Regions from separate parts of the Mus musculus genome. Here all the other regions are linked to region 3. A link is a contact called in public HiChIP or PLAC-seq, Micro-C and promoter capture Hi-C data. All regions are on one chromosome and are shown on one strand. The core of a region is the stretch at or near the end of the contact, and the rest is flanking DNA. Distances in the headings are between cores, read along the strand shown. Region 1 holds the start of Nfasc (neurofascin). Region 2 has its middle 17 kb from the start of Nfasc. Region 3 holds the start of Pik3c2b (phosphatidylinositol-4-phosphate 3-kinase catalytic subunit type 2 beta). Region 4 holds the start of Kiss1 (KiSS-1 metastasis-suppressor). Region 5 holds the start of Sox13 (SRY (sex determining region Y)-box 13). Region 6 overlaps Sox13 (SRY (sex determining region Y)-box 13).

What was found. Promoter capture Hi-C pulls out the DNA fragments that hold promoters and counts their contacts. A called contact is a pair of places that touch in the nucleus more often than the background predicts. HiChIP or PLAC-seq counts read pairs in DNA pulled down with a chosen protein or histone mark.
Region 1: a contact with region 3 is called in a promoter capture Hi-C map of embryonic stem cells, with 9 read pairs. The contact joins the promoter of Nfasc here to the promoter of Pik3c2b in region 3. A contact is called at or near these places in 2 of 39 promoter capture datasets (embryonic stem cells and neural stem cells) and 6 of 115 datasets of contacts at active chromatin or transcription factors (embryonic hindbrain, embryonic stem cells, forebrain and 2 more).
Region 2: a promoter capture Hi-C map of Sertoli cells shows a contact between it and region 3, with 8 times the contacts expected there. The contact joins the enhancer-like site here to the promoter of Pik3c2b in region 3. A contact is called at or near these places in 11 of 39 promoter capture datasets (the 3T3-L1 cell line, Sertoli cells, embryonic stem cells and 6 more), 4 of 484 Hi-C or Micro-C datasets (the N1E-115 cell line, cortical neurons, embryonic fibroblasts and 1 more) and 12 of 115 datasets of contacts at active chromatin or transcription factors (the HPC-7 cell line, embryonic basal ganglia, embryonic forebrain and 8 more).
Region 4: an H3K4me3 HiChIP or PLAC-seq map of embryonic stem cells shows a contact between it and region 3, with 11 read pairs. The contact joins the promoter of Kiss1 here to the promoter of Pik3c2b in region 3. A contact is called at or near these places in 10 of 39 promoter capture datasets (the C10 cell line, the HPC-7 cell line, cranial neural crest and 7 more), 16 of 484 Hi-C or Micro-C datasets (the C2C12 cell line, the G1E-ER4 cell line, the HL-1 cell line and 5 more), 8 of 115 datasets of contacts at active chromatin or transcription factors (embryonic basal ganglia, embryonic forebrain, embryonic hindbrain and 2 more) and 4 of 9 other capture datasets (adipose tissue, embryonic stem cells, liver and 1 more).
Region 5: a contact with region 3 is called in a Micro-C map of embryonic stem cells, with 3 times the contacts expected there. The contact joins the promoter of Sox13 here to the promoter of Pik3c2b in region 3. A contact is called at or near these places in 3 of 39 promoter capture datasets (the 3T3-L1 cell line and liver), 1 of 484 Hi-C or Micro-C datasets (embryonic stem cells) and 1 of 115 datasets of contacts at active chromatin or transcription factors (pancreatic cancer cells).
Region 6: an H3K27ac HiChIP or PLAC-seq map of embryonic stem cells shows a contact between it and region 3, with 5 read pairs. The contact joins the enhancer-like site here to the promoter of Pik3c2b in region 3. A contact is called at or near these places in 2 of 484 Hi-C or Micro-C datasets (CD4 T cells and palatal mesenchyme), 3 of 115 datasets of contacts at active chromatin or transcription factors (T-cell acute lymphoblastic leukemia, embryonic stem cells and large pre-B cells) and 2 of 9 other capture datasets (embryonic stem cells and pancreatic islet).

Annotation. Positions count from the first base shown.
Region 1 is chr1:132,740,541-132,743,240 of GRCm38.p6, forward strand. It overlaps Nfasc (neurofascin), which reads right to left and starts at 1,257. Exons shown (of 30, transcript NM_182716.4): 1 at 1,131-1,257.
Region 2 is chr1:132,757,395-132,760,420 of GRCm38.p6, forward strand. No RefSeq gene overlaps it. Among named protein-coding and RNA genes, the nearest start is that of Nfasc, 17 kb to the left of the region's middle. Within about 2 kb of position 1,492, at least 119 of the 459 cell types and tissues checked have an H3K27ac peak or open chromatin away from gene starts, as enhancers often do. A contact at or near this core is called in the N1E-115 cell line, Sertoli cells, cortical neurons and 6 more, where this site is marked.
Region 3 is chr1:133,044,582-133,047,319 of GRCm38.p6, forward strand. It overlaps Pik3c2b (phosphatidylinositol-4-phosphate 3-kinase catalytic subunit type 2 beta), which reads left to right and starts at 1,431. Exons shown (of 33, transcript NM_001099276.2): 1 at 1,431-1,842.
Region 4 is chr1:133,325,923-133,328,794 of GRCm38.p6, forward strand. Kiss1 (KiSS-1 metastasis-suppressor) reads left to right here and starts at 1,290. Exons shown (of 2, transcript NM_178260.3): 1 at 1,290-1,418. The coding sequence starts at 1,328.
Region 5 is chr1:133,422,588-133,425,555 of GRCm38.p6, forward strand. Sox13 (SRY (sex determining region Y)-box 13) reads right to left here and starts at 1,625. Exons shown (of 14, transcript NM_011439.2): 1 at 1,289-1,625.
Region 6 is chr1:133,396,641-133,399,340 of GRCm38.p6, forward strand. All of the region lies in intron 1 of Sox13 (SRY (sex determining region Y)-box 13), which reads right to left. Among named protein-coding and RNA genes, the nearest start is that of Sox13, 26 kb to the right of the region's middle. Within about 2 kb of position 1,356, at least 95 of the 459 cell types and tissues checked have an H3K27ac peak or open chromatin away from gene starts, as enhancers often do. A contact at or near this core is called in embryonic stem cells and pancreatic islet, where this site is marked.

The DNA of each region.
Region 1 (2,700 bases), core at 7-2,506, 300 kb before region 3:
GGCTGTTGTGGGACCACAGCCTCCGTGATTCAGCACTCTGACCACTCCCAGCCATGTCGTGGGTCACACTCAGGACCATTCCTGATGCCAGAATGCTGGCTTGGAAGCTGAGGAAAAGTCTTTGCTAAGACCCCAACTCTTAGGCCCTCCAGCAAGGTTTCTCTGCCAGGCTTTTGCAGCCCAGGACTCAGGACAAGTCTCAGGAGCTTGAGGGCCATTCCCTTAGACCTGCCTCTTCTCCCAGCCTCAAGCCCTTTCTGATCCCATCTAGGAAGCAAACCTGAATAGTTCCAGGAGAGGAGAGGACCACACAGAGGCCTACAAACCCAAGTATCTCTCTTCCAAAGCTATGAACAGGCTCAAACATGCAGCAAAGGGCTTTAGAGAGGTTGAATTCACAGCAGTGAACACCTGGCCCACTGAGCCCTAGGCCTCTGTGGCAGAGTAGGACGATACAAGGGTGGGTAGACTGAGTCCAAGCCCAGTCAGCACCGGACCTACATCACCACGAAGGGCAGGCAGAGAAGGTGATGGGTAGTAGGCCGGCTAGGAACCAAGGAGAGTAGGGGAGATGTTCCAGAGGGAGTGTGCAGGATGAGGAAACAAGGAAGCCACTGTGAAGGGGTTGGGACTGGGTGTGAAGATGGGGACCGGGGAGGATAAACTGGAAGGGAGCAACCGAAGGCCAGCACTACACAGGGCCGCGGGAGGGAGGGCAAGCAGAGGGGCCACGGGTGAGGCAGGAAAACATAAGTGGAATGGGGAACTGAAAAGTGAGGTGTACAGAGAGAAAACACAGGGGCTGGCTGGTCTCCAATGGTGAGGCTGAGACAGCGAGGAAAGAGAGAGAGAGCGAGGGAGAGGGATGGAATATGGGATGTTGCCAGCCGAGTCCGAAAGGGTATTAGGGTGGAGAGGGCTGAAAGCTGGAGGGAGACACTGCCAGAATCTGGTGGGTTCCGGGCAGGTGGCAGTGTAGAGAAAAAAAAGCACAGGGATGTGGATGGAGGGGGATGGGACAGGTCGGGGGATGCAGATGGACTGAGGAGAGCGGAATCAAAGGGGGTGCCGCTGGTTGGGCTTCCGAGACCGGGTTCTGTTACCCTACCGGGTACCCGCGCTCACCTTACCTCGAGGAGCTCGGGCTCCAGCCCCGGGCGCAGTCCCAGATGTCCGCTCCCGGCGCCGCCACTTCCCTCGCGTCCCCTGCAGCACCTCTCGCTGCCAGCCGCCGCATTAGGGCAGAGACTAGCCCGTGCGCGCCCCCGGGCGGCCAGCGCGTCCCCGGCGGCCTGCGTGCGCGCCCCCGAACCCCTCCCTGCGTACGAGAAGCTGGGACCAGGACCCAGCAGCTCCGACGGATGCTCAGGTGCCACAGTCCGCCCCACGCGCTAAGGATCAAGTTGCAGAACCAGAGTCTGGGAACCCTGTTTTCTCCCTTGATCTTGGATACTCCTTCAGAAGAGTGGCACTCCGTGTTGTCGTAGGACCTGGAGCCAGAACTGTTGCGGTCTGTCCTGCAAATAACCCCTTTATGAGTTCTTAGGGGCAGGAATTTGTCCACAGCTTTGGAGAGCATAGCTCCCTCCAAAAACTTCCACTGAGTTGTTCATCCGAAGCTGACAAGGGGCAAAAAACAAACAAACAAACAAACAAAAGAAAAAGCATGAGGACATTACAGGTGGGTCTTGTTTTAAAACTGTAAGAATTGTTCTGCCCGGGGGAGACTCGGGGCACTGTCCCAGACTTGAGTTAGAGTGGAAAAACCTTGAACTTGGAGACCACATATCCAAATGTTAGCCCTGCCTCGGTGACTGAGCAGGTCTGAGCATGCAAAGTGGGCTGCGTCTTAGCTGAGATCCCGCCCCCTTGGTAGACCTCAGCTAATGTGCACAGGTGGAGACCTGTACCCCCTCCCACCTTGAATGAGCCCTTAGAAGCTTCTAATTCAGCTCCCTGCCTAAAACTACAGCCCCGTAGGCACCACCACTCTGAGACTCACTCTGAGACTCCTTCTGTGATCACACCCAGGTATCACCTCTACTTAGACCTGAACCCACCTGCCAGTCTCAGCATCCCCCCCAACCCACCTCTGCCTGTGGGCTCAGGAAAAGAGACGCTGCAGATCACCCCCCTGCCCCACACATAGCCTGTGCTCAGTAAAGGCTCATCCACTCACTGACAAAATGGCCTCTCTTCAGCTAGGGGCTTCCAACCCAACAGCTGCAGATGGGAGGCAAAGAGGAGGCAGGGAGGGAGGCCAGTTTTGAAAGCCTTGAAGCAAGATTGTCAGAATCCTGGGCGATTTTTTTCAAGGTTACTACATATACAAAGCAGCAAGTCACTTAAAACCAATACTTCAGCATCACCCTGGTATTAGTCCTGAGAATGAGACTTCACCCTACCAGAACCAGATGACACTAAGGAGCCAGTCAACCCAACCAGAGGGATAGGGTCCCTGGACCCTGGTAGGTCCCAAACACCTGACAGACTCTTAGAAGACTTGGGGAAGGCACTTGAAAGCACTCAGGTCTGTGTGGAGGGCAGAGTTCCCTCACCCCCCTTTACTAAAAGCATCCAGTGGTGGCCTGGTCCCTGGAATAAAGAATTCTCCTATCCTAAGAGGCCAGCTCCCTGCATCCTGTTGTGTGGATCCCTAGAGCAGCAAGAGGCAGCTATTTTCTGGTGATGCGTGGTGAC
Region 2 (3,026 bases), core at 242-2,741, 290 kb before region 3:
GAAAGAGAAAGAGAAAGAGAGAAAGAAAAAGAGAAAGAAAGAGAGAAAGACAGTCTCAGATCAGGCTGGAGTGATGGCTCAGCAGTTAAGAGCACTGGCTGCTCTTCCTGATGACCCAGGTTCAATTTCCAGCACCCACATGGCAGCTCACAACTTTCTTTAACTTCTGTTCCAGGGAATCTGATATCCTCACACAGATACGTGTGCAGTCAAAACACCGATGTACATAAAATAAAAATAAATTGTTTTTTAAAAAGAAAGAAATTCAGTCCCAAGGGTGAAGTGTCCATCTGAGGACAACCCAATAGTGAGTCACTATCTAAAACATGAAAATACAGACAGGGGAGCTGGAGAGATGGCTCAGCGGTTAAGAGCACTGACTGCTCTTCCAGAGGTCCTCAGTTCAAATCCCAGCAATCACATGGTGGCTCTGATCTTTACATGCATGCTCTGACATGTGTATACCTGCACGTGCATCTGTAATGGGATCTGATGCCCTCTTCTGGTATATAGGCATGCACACACTATATACTTAATGCACATAATAAATAAGTCTTTAAAAAAATACAGACAGACAGACATCCCAGAGGCTACTTTTAGGCCTGTGACTTGGAGTAAGAATGCTAATACCACCTGTTGACCTGCCTTTGTCCTCCCCATTAGTAAACCTGCCTGGTGCTACAAAAAGAAGCTCCTCTCCAGAAGATGGTGGACCTTGGCCTCTGGGGCTCTGGGGCTATGGGGCACCTGCACACACATCCATGTGGCCTAAATGTCCAGACCAAGGCCAGTGGGGCCTCTGGGCTTCCATGCTAAGTAAGAGCCCAGAAAAGGCCAGCGACTAGAGGAAAAGAGTGCAGGGTTAGACAGCAGCAACCTGGACCTTGATGGATCTGCCTTTGGTTCGCTGGGGGAGCTCATTTCTTCTTTCTTTGGTCCTCAGTGAACTGATTTGTTAGTCTAGGCTAGATTTTGCAAACAACAGGTAAATGACCAATCAGTGAATAAGTTGTTCTCTTTGCTGAAGTTGTGTCTGGCTTTTCTTTATTTTTCCTCTAATGGGAAAAAAAGAATAATAACAGAACTGTCCAAATGCATTATACACAGCAAGGGTAGACATGGTTTCTCGAACCTTCTCTACACAGGATATCCTGGACTGCTGTGTCTATTGTAAATGTATTTCTCACAGGTGGTCTTAGGCGATGAGGCTTGAAAGCTGCTGGCTGAGAGGAACCCCGGGGTTGCCCAGGCTGGAGCTCTCAGCTGTGATCCACATTGATGTGGATGTCTGGAGAGACTTTCTACTTCAGACAAAATCAGCACAGCATACTCAGGGGTGCCCGGGCGGGGCTGAAGAGCCGGTGAACGCGACAATGTCCCTACAGAGACACTAGATGGCGCTACAGCTCCAGGTAAGGTTGACTGCATCTCCCCGCGGGAGGGTCTGAGCTCAAAGGACCCGTTGCTCTGGTGGGTACGGAGAGAGTAGCTGGCTGACGATAGAGAGCGGACCTCCTCTGCCTGTGCCCAGGGCACAGTACTGGGGCTTAGAAATAGACTGACTTAATAGGAAAACCCTCACTGAGCCCTTCAAAGTCAGAATGAGATGCCGCGTGATTACTACCTCTACTCGCCCCAAATGATGGGGTGCATAATAGAGCTGAAGAATCACGCAAAAAGGCTGCATAAGGGGACTACTCTACCTACGCTGGGGTGTACAAATCTGTCCCAGAAAGTAAGGCTCCCTGGTACTTGTAGACACTGGTGTCGACGATAGGGGGTGACAGAGCGCTGATGCTAGCATCAATGGGAGCGTCTCAAAGGCATAGGCAGTAAGGAGCCTCCAAGGCTTGTCTGTCCTTGAAGATAAATTCCAACTATCAAAGCGGAGGCCCAAAAGGACTAGCTGGAGCTGGCTCAAACATGCTCATGAGAGCAGATAGCTATATTTCGAAGACGTGTTGCTAAATATAGCCTTCGTTAAAAATTTACAACTAAATACATTAAAAATACGGCAAGCACTAAAACTCCTAATTTTCTAATGATTACGCTACAATCTAGTGTCACTGGGGATTTTTACATTTACTGTCTCTGTTGCTTGGGACTGCTCTAACTGTTACCACATGCAGTGATGGTACTCTGCCAGCTAGACACTGGCGGTGGAGGGAGACTAGACACCACCGAAACAATTGAGTGCTAGACATCAGGGCTGTGGTGTCAGCCGGCTGCTGCTGCTGCTGCTGCTGTGGAGAGCAGAGAGCTGAGCCAGCTAAGCATTTGCCAGCACACCACTAGGGCCTTCTTCCTCTACTCAATTCTTCCTTCTCGGAATCCACCCAACCAGCCACCCCCATCCTGTTAGACTAGGAGAGTCTTCTTTAGAAGCATGGGGGTTGGAGGCATGGCTGAGAACACTTCATGGCCTTCCGTGGCCAGGCAGGCATAGGGAGAGCTTAGGTCAGAGACTGGGTTCGAAGCTGGAACAAGCTCTTCTTTGCCCTCCCAGGACTTGGGCATCTGTGGCACAGGTGGAAAAAGGGAAGCCATGGAGACGGTCTAAGCAAAATGCTAAAGCCTTGGCACAGGAGCGAGGCCTGTGCCCAGGTGGCAGAACCAGGGCTTAGAAATAGACTTGACTTAATGGAAAATTCCTCACTGTTCAAGCCCTTCAAAGACAGGGTCAGACTGCTTGTGAATGCTCCTTCCTCCCCAAGTGACTGGACACATACTAGAGAGGTGAATCACACACACAGGACTGTGAAGACTTTGGGAACCTGTTACAGATCCTAGACCCCAAGTTCCCTTGGATATACTAAACTGGAATCCAATTTTTTCTTTAAAGATTTATTTATTTATGTATATGAGTACGCTGTAGCTGCCTTCAGACACAACACCACTACCACCTACCCCAGAAGAGGGCATAGGATCCCATTACAGATGATTGTGAGCCACCATGTGGTTGCTGGGAATTGAACTCAGGACCTCTGGAAGAGCAGTCAGTGTCCTTAACTGCTGAGCCATCCCTC
Region 3 (2,738 bases), core at 181-2,680:
AACAACACTTCCATACCTGATCTTTCATGCTCCTTTGTATTCCTCCTCTAGTTGTTAAGCTTCTAGAACGAGTCTTTCACCATCAAGCCACCGGAACCTGATTTAGCTCTCACAGGCTTCTTTTTCTCTTCACTCACCTAGTGATGCCCATGAGGTTTCTATCTAACCGTTCCATTTCATCCTCGATGAAAACAAAACAATATTCTCCCTCAAATACTTTAGAATTGTGAACTCGACTTTTTGGGGGTGGGGGTTAAGATTGAATTTATTTTTAGATTCTGTATATGCTTGTGGGGGTGTGCACATGCATATGGATGCCTGCAGAGGCCAGGAGAAAAAGCAGCAGCTCTCCTGGAGTTACACACCACACCCGTTGGGGTGCTTCTGCCTCCCAGGTGCTGATTGAGGACCTGGCTTAGGGACTCCCCTTTTGTACTGCTTTTCTCCACCACAGGACTTCCTCTAGTTGTTCAAATCCTCATTCTACTAGACAGCTCTCCTCTTTGTGAGCTCTCCCCAGTTTCTACCTCTACCAACCTAGGAAGGCTTTAGCCCTTGTCTCCTGGAAAACTGCTCCGGTTTCTTACAGAGTTTCATGCAAATAAGGGGGCGGGATCAAAGGCCCCATGTGTTTTATAAAGACCTTTCTGACTTTGATAGACTGAAATGGTAGTATCTTAAATATTTCCTTGGGGCAAGGCAAGGGATGCTTAACAGATGTTTCCATAGAAGCCTTAGCTAGAGAGCAGAGGGCATGGGAGCTGAGACACCTTCTCCCACCAAGGCTTGAAGGGGTACTGAGGAAGAAGGCTGAATCCCAGTGTGACTGGCAAAGAAAGGAAGATAGCAAAGAACAAGTTCCTGGTTGAAGAAAGTGTACTTGGAGATCCGAGACCCTAGTTATTATGCAAACGGAGCTGGCCAGTACTGGGTAGAGCCCTTAGGAAAATGCTTGACACAGGTGCTTTAAGGGAGGTGCCCGGAGAAAATAACACAGTTTCAAAGTTTGCTTCCTACCTTAATAGGGTTGGAGGCTTCTCTACTTCTCCTCCCCACTCAGGTTGGAAGACCGCCCTTGAGCAAACGGGAGAGAAAAGTGCCAACACAGCCTCCCCCACGAAGGTGGTAGTTCTTTAGAGCATCCCTATCATGCATAATTATGAGAGGAAATTTTCGAACGGATAACTGAACGCCCAGCCCGTGTCGCTTCCAATAAGGTGATCTGGCTTGTTTCACCTGACCCAGAGCAAGGGGTTCCAGCCTGGAAAACGACGACAATCTGCCAGCGGGAAGTGGGATTGCTGGCCCCCGGGGTCTGCTCAGGACGCCGCACACGGTGCGGAGGCGGGAGCGGGAGGGGGAGGGGAGGGGGAGAGGAAGAGGGGAGGGAGGGGGCCCGTGTTCCCGCCGCCCCGCCCTCTGGCTCCCGCGACTAGGCGATTCGGCGTTGCGGCTGTTGCCGGCGGCCTGGGCCGCGGTCCTGGCAGGAGCCGGTGAGCCTCGCGCGCCGTGCAGTGCGCCGGCTGTCCGGGAGATGGCTTCTCCCCGCTCGCTCGCCGTTCGCGCTATTGTCTCACCCGGGGCTGCCTGACTGCGAGCTCGTGCACGCTCCCGGCAGACAGCACCGGGCCCGGGCCCGGCCCCCACGCCCGTCGCTTGCCCGTGTGTCTCCTGCTGCGGGGATCCCAGTGCCCGCGCGGTGCGAGCGAAGGGAGCAGGCGACACTGAACATCACGCGGGGGCTGGAGCCGCCTGGATCTTCCGAGCGAGCCGGGTCGGCGGAGCCCTAGACACCCAGCCACGACAGTCAGGGTGTCGCGGCAGAACCCGCGGCCAGCGCAGGTAGGAAGAGCACGCGGCGGGGAGGACGACCCCGGGGCTGCGGAGCGCCCTCTTAGTCGGGGCGACGTGGGCAGAGCTCCCGCCCCGAAGCGCCAGCGCCGGGGCCAACAATGGCAGGGCCGAGAGCCCAGCCGGGTCCTCCGAGCACTGCAGGTTGCTCGCCCCCGCCCCACGGCTCGCCCGCGACTCGCGGCCTCGCCGGGCTTGCACCCGCCTCCTCCTCCGGAACACACTTCCCGGGTGCAGCTGCAAGACGAGCTGGGACCAGGGGACCGCTTTGGAGTCGATTTGTTTATTAGTTTGTTTAAGAGCAAAACCTGTCCTGGAGTGGGGGGTGGTGGGAGTGGTGCCTTCCTGTGCAGCGGGAGTGAGAAGTCAGCGTCCAACCTCGGGACGGTACACATTTTCGGCCAGGCGGAGGGTAGGGTTGGCCTTATAAGGATACTGCAAAAGCAGAAGACTGAAAGCTTGCAGGAGAGACTAGGACCTTCAGGCCCGAGTCCCCGGCCCTCCGGGAAAGTGCTCCTCTCCTGGGCAGTACTTGCCCCTCATTTTTCAGTTTTACACAGCTGCAGCTTTGGTGCGATGATAGAAGCTGGAAGCCCCAGCAAAACTGCCAAGCTGGGGTGGGTGGGGTGAAAAGTCCAGGGGCTTGGCAGGCTTCTGGGGTGTGGAAAGAGGTTACCAAATGTATGAGGTTAGTGCATTCACCCTTGTTGTGCAGAGGTTGAAGTGTCTAAACTCTGCCATTGCTCCTTCAGGCTAACCTGGCCCTACATCTCACCTCCCTTTAGGTATCTTTGTGGTTTCCCAGTCCCAGCCCACCAGTCATATTTAGGGTGAAAGTCCTATTGTCTCTGGTTGCCCTGGTGTTTTTATTCAACTTGGTCAGAGAG
Region 4 (2,872 bases), core at 40-2,539, 280 kb after region 3:
GCCCGGATAACCGATGCTGCCCGGAGATAGGTGTGGCCTGCTTATGTCTCATGGGATGAGGGCTGAGCTGGAGCATTTAAATTAGGATTCGTGTGTGAGTCTAGAGTCAGGTAGCAGGGCAAGAACTGGAGACACAATGGCAGGATGCAAGGTGCTGAGAAACCACGCCTACCACAGGTCACAAGGATATTCCACACTCCTGTCCTTGAACTGAAGCCCTAGGCTCCACCTGTTGTGCCTCCCGCCACCAGGGCACTTAATGCCATTTGTTGGGTAGTTTCAAAATGCTTGACTTTTTCAAAGGGAAATTGGACTTGGGAGCTGGAGACGTGGGGCCGAGTGGGGAGCAGGAGAGGAGAAAGGCCACGTGACTAAGGCCGCGTGACTAGATGAGGGTCAGGCTCCTCTCAGCAGTCAAACTGATGAGGCCAATTTAGTCCACAATCTCCCAAAGCCCACGAAAATAGAAACAACTGATGGACTGGGTGAGAGAAAGGCTTTTCCTGTCTTGAATTATAGGCAATAAGACAATCTGATGACGGTCTCCAAGGCTGCGGAGGGCTGCGAGAATGTGCAAGATGATTGCCTTGCCTCTTTCTTCCTTTTTTTTTTCCTGGAAGAGTTAAGAAATTTGGTTTCTAGTATAGCATGGGGGGCGTGAGGGTGGGGGGTGGGGACAGGTCCAGATTGAGGAAGGTGGGATACCACGTGGGAGAGCAGAGCATAAGACCCAGCACAAAGGCTTGGTTCCAGGCTCCCAAGAGAATAGCTGAACCTCAGAGCGCGAACACTCCTACCTGACCTCACCCACCTCCCCTTCCCTGGCCATTCCCATGCATGGCACTTTTTTTTTTTTTTCAAGACAGGGTTTCTCTGTGTAGCCCTGGCTGTCCTGGAACTCACTCTGTAGACCAGGCTGGCCTTGAACTCAGAAATCCGCCTGCCTCTACCTCCCAAGTGCTGGGATTAAAGGCGTGCACCACCACCGCCAGCCCATGCATGGCACTTTATTCTCCTTCAGCATCCCTCCCCTGCAAACCTACCACCCAGACCCCTACCGTCATCCAGCCTAAGTTTCTCACCCCTTCCCACCAAATCACACCCTTCCCATTTTCCCTCCCTCCCACCATCCCTCAGTCCTGTTTCCTGGGGCCTGGCTTCTGTACATCCTTCTGGCCATCTCTGATCACTGGGCTTTCTCCTCTCCCCCAGGCTCTCTCTCTTTGACCTAGGCTCTGGTGAAGTACGAACTCTGACCTGGTCTTCATTGCCTCTCTCTGTCCTCAGTCCCTGGAAGGAGACTGTAGACCTGCCCCTTCCTCCCAGAATGATCTCAATGGCTTCTTGGCAGCTGCTGCTTCTCCTCTGTGTCGCCACCTATGGGGAGCCGCTGGCAAAAGTGAAGCCTGGATCCACAGGTACGCACTGTCCGATAAGGGGGCCAAGAGAGTCATTGCTGTATTTTTCAGACTATGGCCAGGCTACTGACATGAGTTCAATTTCTGCACTTGAGAGATACCCAGGGCTGGTCTAGGCCCTTCTGCTGTGAGCACTGGAGGCTCAGCTAGAGTTGGGGGTCCTGTTGACCCCAACCCCTTTGTGATTTTCTCCTGCTGTGCTCTCTGCTTTACCCCCAAGTTCTCTCTATGAATGCTGGGAAGGATCTTAGTGTGTAAGTTACTTGTATCTGTGACCTCAGATCCCTAAAGGGGGCTTAAATACAAAACCCAAAAACCTCAACACAAGCCTTTAACCCATCCCAGCACTTGGAAGGTAGGTCTCTGTGAGTTCAAGATCAGCCTGGTCCAGGACAGCAAGGGCACTGTTACACAGAGAAATTGTCTCAAGACAAAAAAAAAACAAAAAACAAAAAAAAAAACAAGACGATAACCACCACCACCACCACCACCACCACCACCACCACAACAACAACAACAACAAAACCCTCAGCACCCAGACAGACCTTAATGCCTATCAACATTGCAGGCTCCCTCAGAGAATTGATGAGCTAGAGAAACTAAAGCCCAAAGAGGTAACATGCTCCCCGAAGGTACTCAGCCAAGTATTGACAGATCCTAGCAGGTGCCAGGGTACCCCCCAAGAGCATCATGGCTTCTGAGTCAGGGTGTGGGTTTGAATTCTTCTTGGCTGTTCGATTTCTGTACATATTAGATCTTGCTTAGCCTTTCTGGACCACAAGATCTTAGTCATGGAAGGCAGGACACATCCTGCAAACTTGACATCATTGCACACAAGCAAAACAATGAGAACAGGGCCCCAGACACTCTCCAATCGTGTCATCATCCCAGGGCTAGGAATAACCCCATCTCTGTCCAGAAACAGTGGCGACTGTCCCTTGCTGGCCACAGGTTATTCTGAGGTTTGCGTGTGGAATTGGGATCTTCTCTCTCACACCACTTACCCAGGGAAGGTAAGAGGGACTTCCTAGTCTATTATTATTAATCTTGGATCACGGCCACACTCACCTCCAAAGTGTGCCAGGGTATGGAGGAGCCAAGCTCAAAGCCATCCTCCGCCCCAGCACCCACTCACACCCTCTCACCAGGCTTCTTCTTTACTAATCTCTTACCATAATTGACTAGCCTTATTGTGTACGCAGAGCTACTTGCCCTGTTTTACTAAAGAAAAAAAAGGGAGGGGGGAGAAAGAAAGAGAGGGAGAATGAATGAGCCTTGTTGTCTGTGAAGTGTTTTCAGAGTGAGGCTTCCTAGCCTCCAACAAAGGAGAGCCTTGCGCCTGGTCTGGGGGACGTGTGCCTGTTAAGGCAATGTAGATAATGTCTGGTCATCACAGAGTCTTAATACTGTGTATGCATTTGCAGTTGTCCTCAAAGACTGGAGTCAGGTCATAG
Region 5 (2,968 bases), core at 375-2,874, 380 kb after region 3:
GTCAAGAACAAGACCCAAGTGTGTTGAATCTAGCACACAGTGAGGGACTTCCTACCGCATCAAGAAGTTGGAAACAGGGTCTCTGGGAACCTTGCTCGGAGTGGCAGCATCACTGACTGACTGCCTTAGGTCAGACCCCTCTGCCAGCGCCAGCGCTAAGGCGCCGGGCCCGGAAATTCCCACAGAGCTAAAGCAAACTTCCCAGGAAAACTCCTCAGTTTCCTCTAAGCTCTTGTCACGGAGATGCTGCCAAGAGCGCCAGCTGCTGGGGACCCTCCCAGGCTAGAGCCACCGCTCAAGCGCCCGGGGTCCTCCCGGAATGATCCAAGGCTGAAGTTCAAAATTCACGTCCAGCCCAAGCCGGACCCCCGGCCTCGCCAAGGACTCTGGGACAGCTCCCACTCTCCGTGCCTTTCCCCCCCCAGCTTCAAGTAATGAGGCACCTCCTGCCAGGACATGTAGGTTGGTTGCGGGGAGATCCCGCGGGCGACCCTAGAGCTCCTGGGGAATCTGAGCAGCCGCAGCTGGCGCGTGCAAACACACGCACGCACACACACACACACTCGCGTGAGTGTGTGTTTACGTACCGAACGTGGGATGGGAAAACAATGGCGAACCGCTGGGACTACGCGACCACCCCCCACCCCCATCCCATCAGTCCTGTGATCAATTTATTTCTACAGTGAAAGGGGCTGAAAGGCGCTTCTCCGACACTCCACCGTGGGACGCAGGGGTGGCAAGGGGCAGGCTGGAGTGAAGAGCAGCAAGGGCTGAAAAAATGGGAGGCGGCGCCCGGCTGGTCCGCGGGGAATGAACCGGAGCCGTGGGAAGGGCGCGCGCTGAACCCCGGCTGCCCAATGCACCCCGGGACCGGAGCTCCGCGTTGCGGGTACCCGAGCCCCACGTGGGGCTCGCACGGGGACATCTAAGCTCAGGCTGGGAGTGCTTAAACTGGGAGCGTTGGTCAGGCTGGGGCGAAAGACCTAAGGCCGGCGGGTCGCAAAGGGCGGGCGGGTAGAGGACCCCCGAAGCCCGGCTCGCGTGGCGCGCGCACGCCACCCCCAACGGCCTGTAGCCACTGCCCTCCAAAAGGACGCGGGATCAGCGCGGCGCCACCGGCCGGCGTTGTGAGGGGTCTGGTAGGATCGGCTCCGCCTGGCAAAAACTTTGCCCAAGATGGAAAGTCGCGCGGCAGAGAGCCAGCGTGTCCCTAGGAACGCGGGGGCGCGCGTGTCAAACTTCGCGAGGCTGGGGTGATGGGGCGCGCGGCGCGAAGGGGCGCACTTACTAATCGGTCGGGCGCGGGCCCGGGGTCGCAACTCCGCGCTCCGGCTTCTGCTCAGTGCGTCCCGGCAGCCAGCAGCCTGGCCTTCCCGCTCACATGCCCCGGCAACGCGGCGGGCAGCGGGCCGGGGCGGCGCGGCCGGGCGGAGGCACGCCCCCCGCCGTGGGCTGGAAGCGCTCAGGACCCGCGGCCCGCCGGGCTCCGCTGGCCACGGTCGCCGAGCTGAGGACGGGTCGGGCGGCGCCCTCCTCCGAGCCAGGCCGCTCGGCACTCTGCCCTCTGCCCCCGGCTGGCCGCCGCCGTGTTCCCTTCCGCAGTCCGGCTCCCGGACTCGCGGCCGCTGCGCCCGCCAGGCCGGCGGGCAGTGCGCTCTGCTCCTCCGCGCAGCTCCGAGCCCGCTGGGTCCAAAGCCAGGGCCTCCGAAGCTGAGCGCGCCGCCTCGGCCTTCGACCTCCGCCGGCCGCTCCGGAGCTCGGCTTCCAGGAGCCGCGCTCGTACACTTCAGTTCCCAGGCGGGACTGGAGCAGGGCGCTCGCCGCTCGCTTCTGCGAAAGCCACTCCGACAGCCTCCGAGGAGAAAGAGGGAGGGAGGGAGGGAGGGCGCGAGCGGGCGGGGGAGGAGGGAGGGTGTGGAGATGGAGGAGGGAGGGACAGAGCTTCCTCCTCCTCCTCCTCCTCCTCCTCCTCCTCCTCCTCCTCCTCCTCCTCCTCCTCCTCCTCCTCCTCCTCCTCCTCCTCCCAGCAGCTGGTCCAGCCAGGCCTCAACAGCTGGAGACCTGTGCTGGGAAGGGGACAGCAGAGGTTCTCCAGAGTGAGACCTGTGGAGATGTAGTGACCCACTGGATAGAGAAAATAGGGGGAGGAAGGTGAATTCTGCCTAGTCCCCTCGACCCAGGTTTGAGAGTTACTATGGGGAATTTTCATTCCTTTTAACAAGTCCAGTTCACAGCCTCCTCCAGAGACCCGAGATTGAACTTTATTTTTCTCACTGGTAAATCAGACTGGCCTCGAACTCACAGAAACCTGCTTGGCTCTGCCTCCAGGGTGCTAGGATTAAAGGCATGCTCCTTGAGAACTGCCCTTGGAGCTGGGAGTGGCTCATGCCTATAATACCTGGGAAGCTGAGGCAGGAGGATCTCAATTTGAAACCAACCTGAGGGCAAGGAGAGACCTGCTTTGATGCGATCAGATCTCTGACAGCTTCCTAATGTCTAGCCACTCCCTAGCCCTGTCCTTTTTAGAATTTCTCCAACAAGTCCTTCCTTTCTTCCTGCCCCGTTTAGGAGGAAGGTTTGTTTGAAGAAGGGTTTCTCCTCATTCGGCCCATCTATTAAATGTCTACACCAAACCTGACCCAAGCAGATGCCAGGGATCACCAAGATGAATGACACAGTGGCAGCCCTTTCTGGATTCCCATGTTGTGAAGACTCTAATTCTACAAAGTGCTAGAGCCATAGGGTCTACCAAGGATGCTAAGCTATGGGGACTTGGATCAGAGTCTCCTTAGAAAGGCCACAGTTTGAAGTACGTCTTGAAGACCTGTGGGAGCAGGGCTGGTTGAAGGAACGCCCATTGTGGGACTGTATGACCCTCTCCCTCTCGAGTGGTGGCCAAGCAGGAAGCTTCCACAGGATGCATGCATTTCATCAGTCCCTGCTTCCCTGCCTGGGTGACAACTCTTCC
Region 6 (2,700 bases), core at 106-2,605, 350 kb after region 3:
CCAGCACTATACCTAACTGGGTGTGCCAAAACAAACCTAACAGCCAGGTGGTGGCACACACCTTTAATCCCAGCACTTGGGAGGCAGAGGCAGGCGGATCTCTGAGTTCAAGGCCAGCCTGGTCTACAGAGTGAGTTCCAGAACAGCCAAGGTTATACACGGAGACACAGTATCTCAAGAAACAACCACAAAAGCTGGAATTGGTGGTACACACCTGTGATCCTCAGGAGGTAGAGACAGGAAGGTCACAAGTTTGAGGTCATCCTTGGCTACATAACAGTTAAGGGGCAGCCTGGGCTCATGAGGCTGTTTTAAAAACTCCAAAACAAGATCAAGAAGCCTCCTAGGCAAAGGCGCTTGCTGCCCAACAGTGCAAGCCTGGCTGACTGAGCTCGAGCAACAAAAAATGTCGAAGGTAAGAACCACTCCAGAATTGTCACCTGACTGCCATACACGCCAAATACCTCCTCCCTGTCACACACACAACAAACACATTTAAAGCAAGACAACTGAAAAACCCATTATGAATTATTTACGTGTAGAATTTTCCATCTTATACTTTCAGATCACAGTGGAGCGAAAATAAAGGGACAAGTGCATCTGTCCATCACATCAACCCGGTACAGGGTATACTGTAGTCTATAGCTTACACCAACCCCTCTGGCACTGTGGACTCAATTATATAATGTTACAGTTCTGTATACAACAGAACACATACATAAGGTGTCTTAAGACCAGTTACAAGAATATTATAATTGACACGTATGTATTTGATTGCACCCTTCAGATCAGACCACAGCAGACTCCCCCACCCACTTTCTGAGCACCTGGTGCCTCAGCAACCCAGAAGAGAGAGAGCAGGGCGAGAGCGGGCTAGTGGACCCTCAGAGGTCCCCCATCTCACCTGGATGAAGAGAAAAAAAGAGACCCCAGCCCAGTTAGGCCCAGGGGTTCTGGGGGTGCCTGGAGAACCTGCAGAAAGCAGGCAGCTCAGCCCATCCGGCTGGGGAGGGGCTGGGAGCCAGGCCCCGCAGGGGGCAGGAGTGGGGGCGGGGTATTACCCCGGAGCTGAGGGCAACAATTACATAACAAACAAACCCGGGCTCAAGCTGTGAATTAATCAAACCGCTGAAAATAAAACCTTCCTCTCAGGAACTTCAGACAAAAGAAATGAAAACAACCAGGCTGGCTGGAAAATAAAAGGCAGTGGTGCTGAAAGCCGGGACAAAAGGAAACCAGACAATAGGGTGTTGGACAAAAGCAATAAAGCCAGAGGAAGTGTGACAGGCGCACAATGAAGGCCTGTGGGCTTCTGATCCCTCGGCTCTCAGCCACCTCTGTCCCACACCCACTGGCTGCCACCAGGTCGCCTCCTCTGGCCACACTTGGATCCCAAGGGCTTTTCTTCTTCATTAGGCCCAGCCTCTGGGCTTCCAACTCCTACCTCAGTGCAAGCAGTCACAGCCACCGCAGCCAGAGAGCACGGTCAGATGAACGCCGAGGCCAAGTGCTGCCCCACTGGACGTGGTGACCATCCATCCACCCCACTGAGGGGGAAACAGAAGAGTCCACTGCCTGTCCTGACTGCCCAGAACCAGCCCTACTGGCTACATTTAGCTACTGAGCCCCAGTAATGCAGCTAGTGCCGGTAGGAATGTGCCGTATCAAACACACCAAGGGTCCCAAAGCTAACGAGTTGTGGGTACAAACTGATGGGTTAGGTTAGATAGGACATCCTCTCTTTTTGTTCCTCTCTTACATCTTTTAAAGATCTGTTTTATTTTTAATTGTGTGTGTGTGTGTGTGTGTGTGTGTGTGTGTGTGTGTGTGTGCACTCATAAATGCATGCTGAAGGCAGAGGCATCAGATCCCCCTGGAGCTACAGCTGGAACTGTGAGTGGTTGTAAGCCACCTGGTCACTTGTCCTTGGCAAGAGCGGTAACCACTCTCAATCTCTGAGCCATTTTCCTAGCACTAGACAAAACATTGAGCTCACCTTTTTTTAAAATATCTTTCCCTGAGACAGGGCCTAACGGTGTAGAGCAAACTGACCTTCAGATCCACCTGCCTCAGCACCCAAGAGTCACCTAATTCGTTTTATCATTTTGTTTGTTTGGGGTTTCGATGGGGATTGTACCCAGGACCTCACCAGCCTAGTGTGTACTCTACCACTGAGCAGCACAGCCAATCTCATCTCTATCTATCTATCTATCTATCTATCTATCTATCTATCTATCTATCTATAGACACAGCAGCACGTACTTGAGTTCCAGCGTGTCCCTCAGGCCATCTTCTCCCGTGGATGCCCTTTTCCAGTTTTCCCATACGCACCCAATACCTTCAGGTCATACACAGGGTTATCTGATATCAGGAAATGGCATCTTGGGACTCCCTGCACTGCACAATGGGGATAAGAGAACCCAAGATGAAGAGGTAACCTATCAAATGTGCCTGTTTTACATTCTCAAGGTACCTTGAACTTGGTCTTCAAAGGACCAATCACAGCTGGTGATGCCTCAGAATGCCTGAGGATGTTTCTGGCTCTCCCCCATTGCCTGGGAACCTGACCCATGCACCTTACACTTATCACTGTAGCCCCAGGTCCTAGCACAGTGCCTGGAGCAAGGGAGACTGATGCTGCTCCCTGTACTTCCTCTGTGTGAAGGACACCAGCAGTAGCAGAGCGAGCTCATTCCTCCT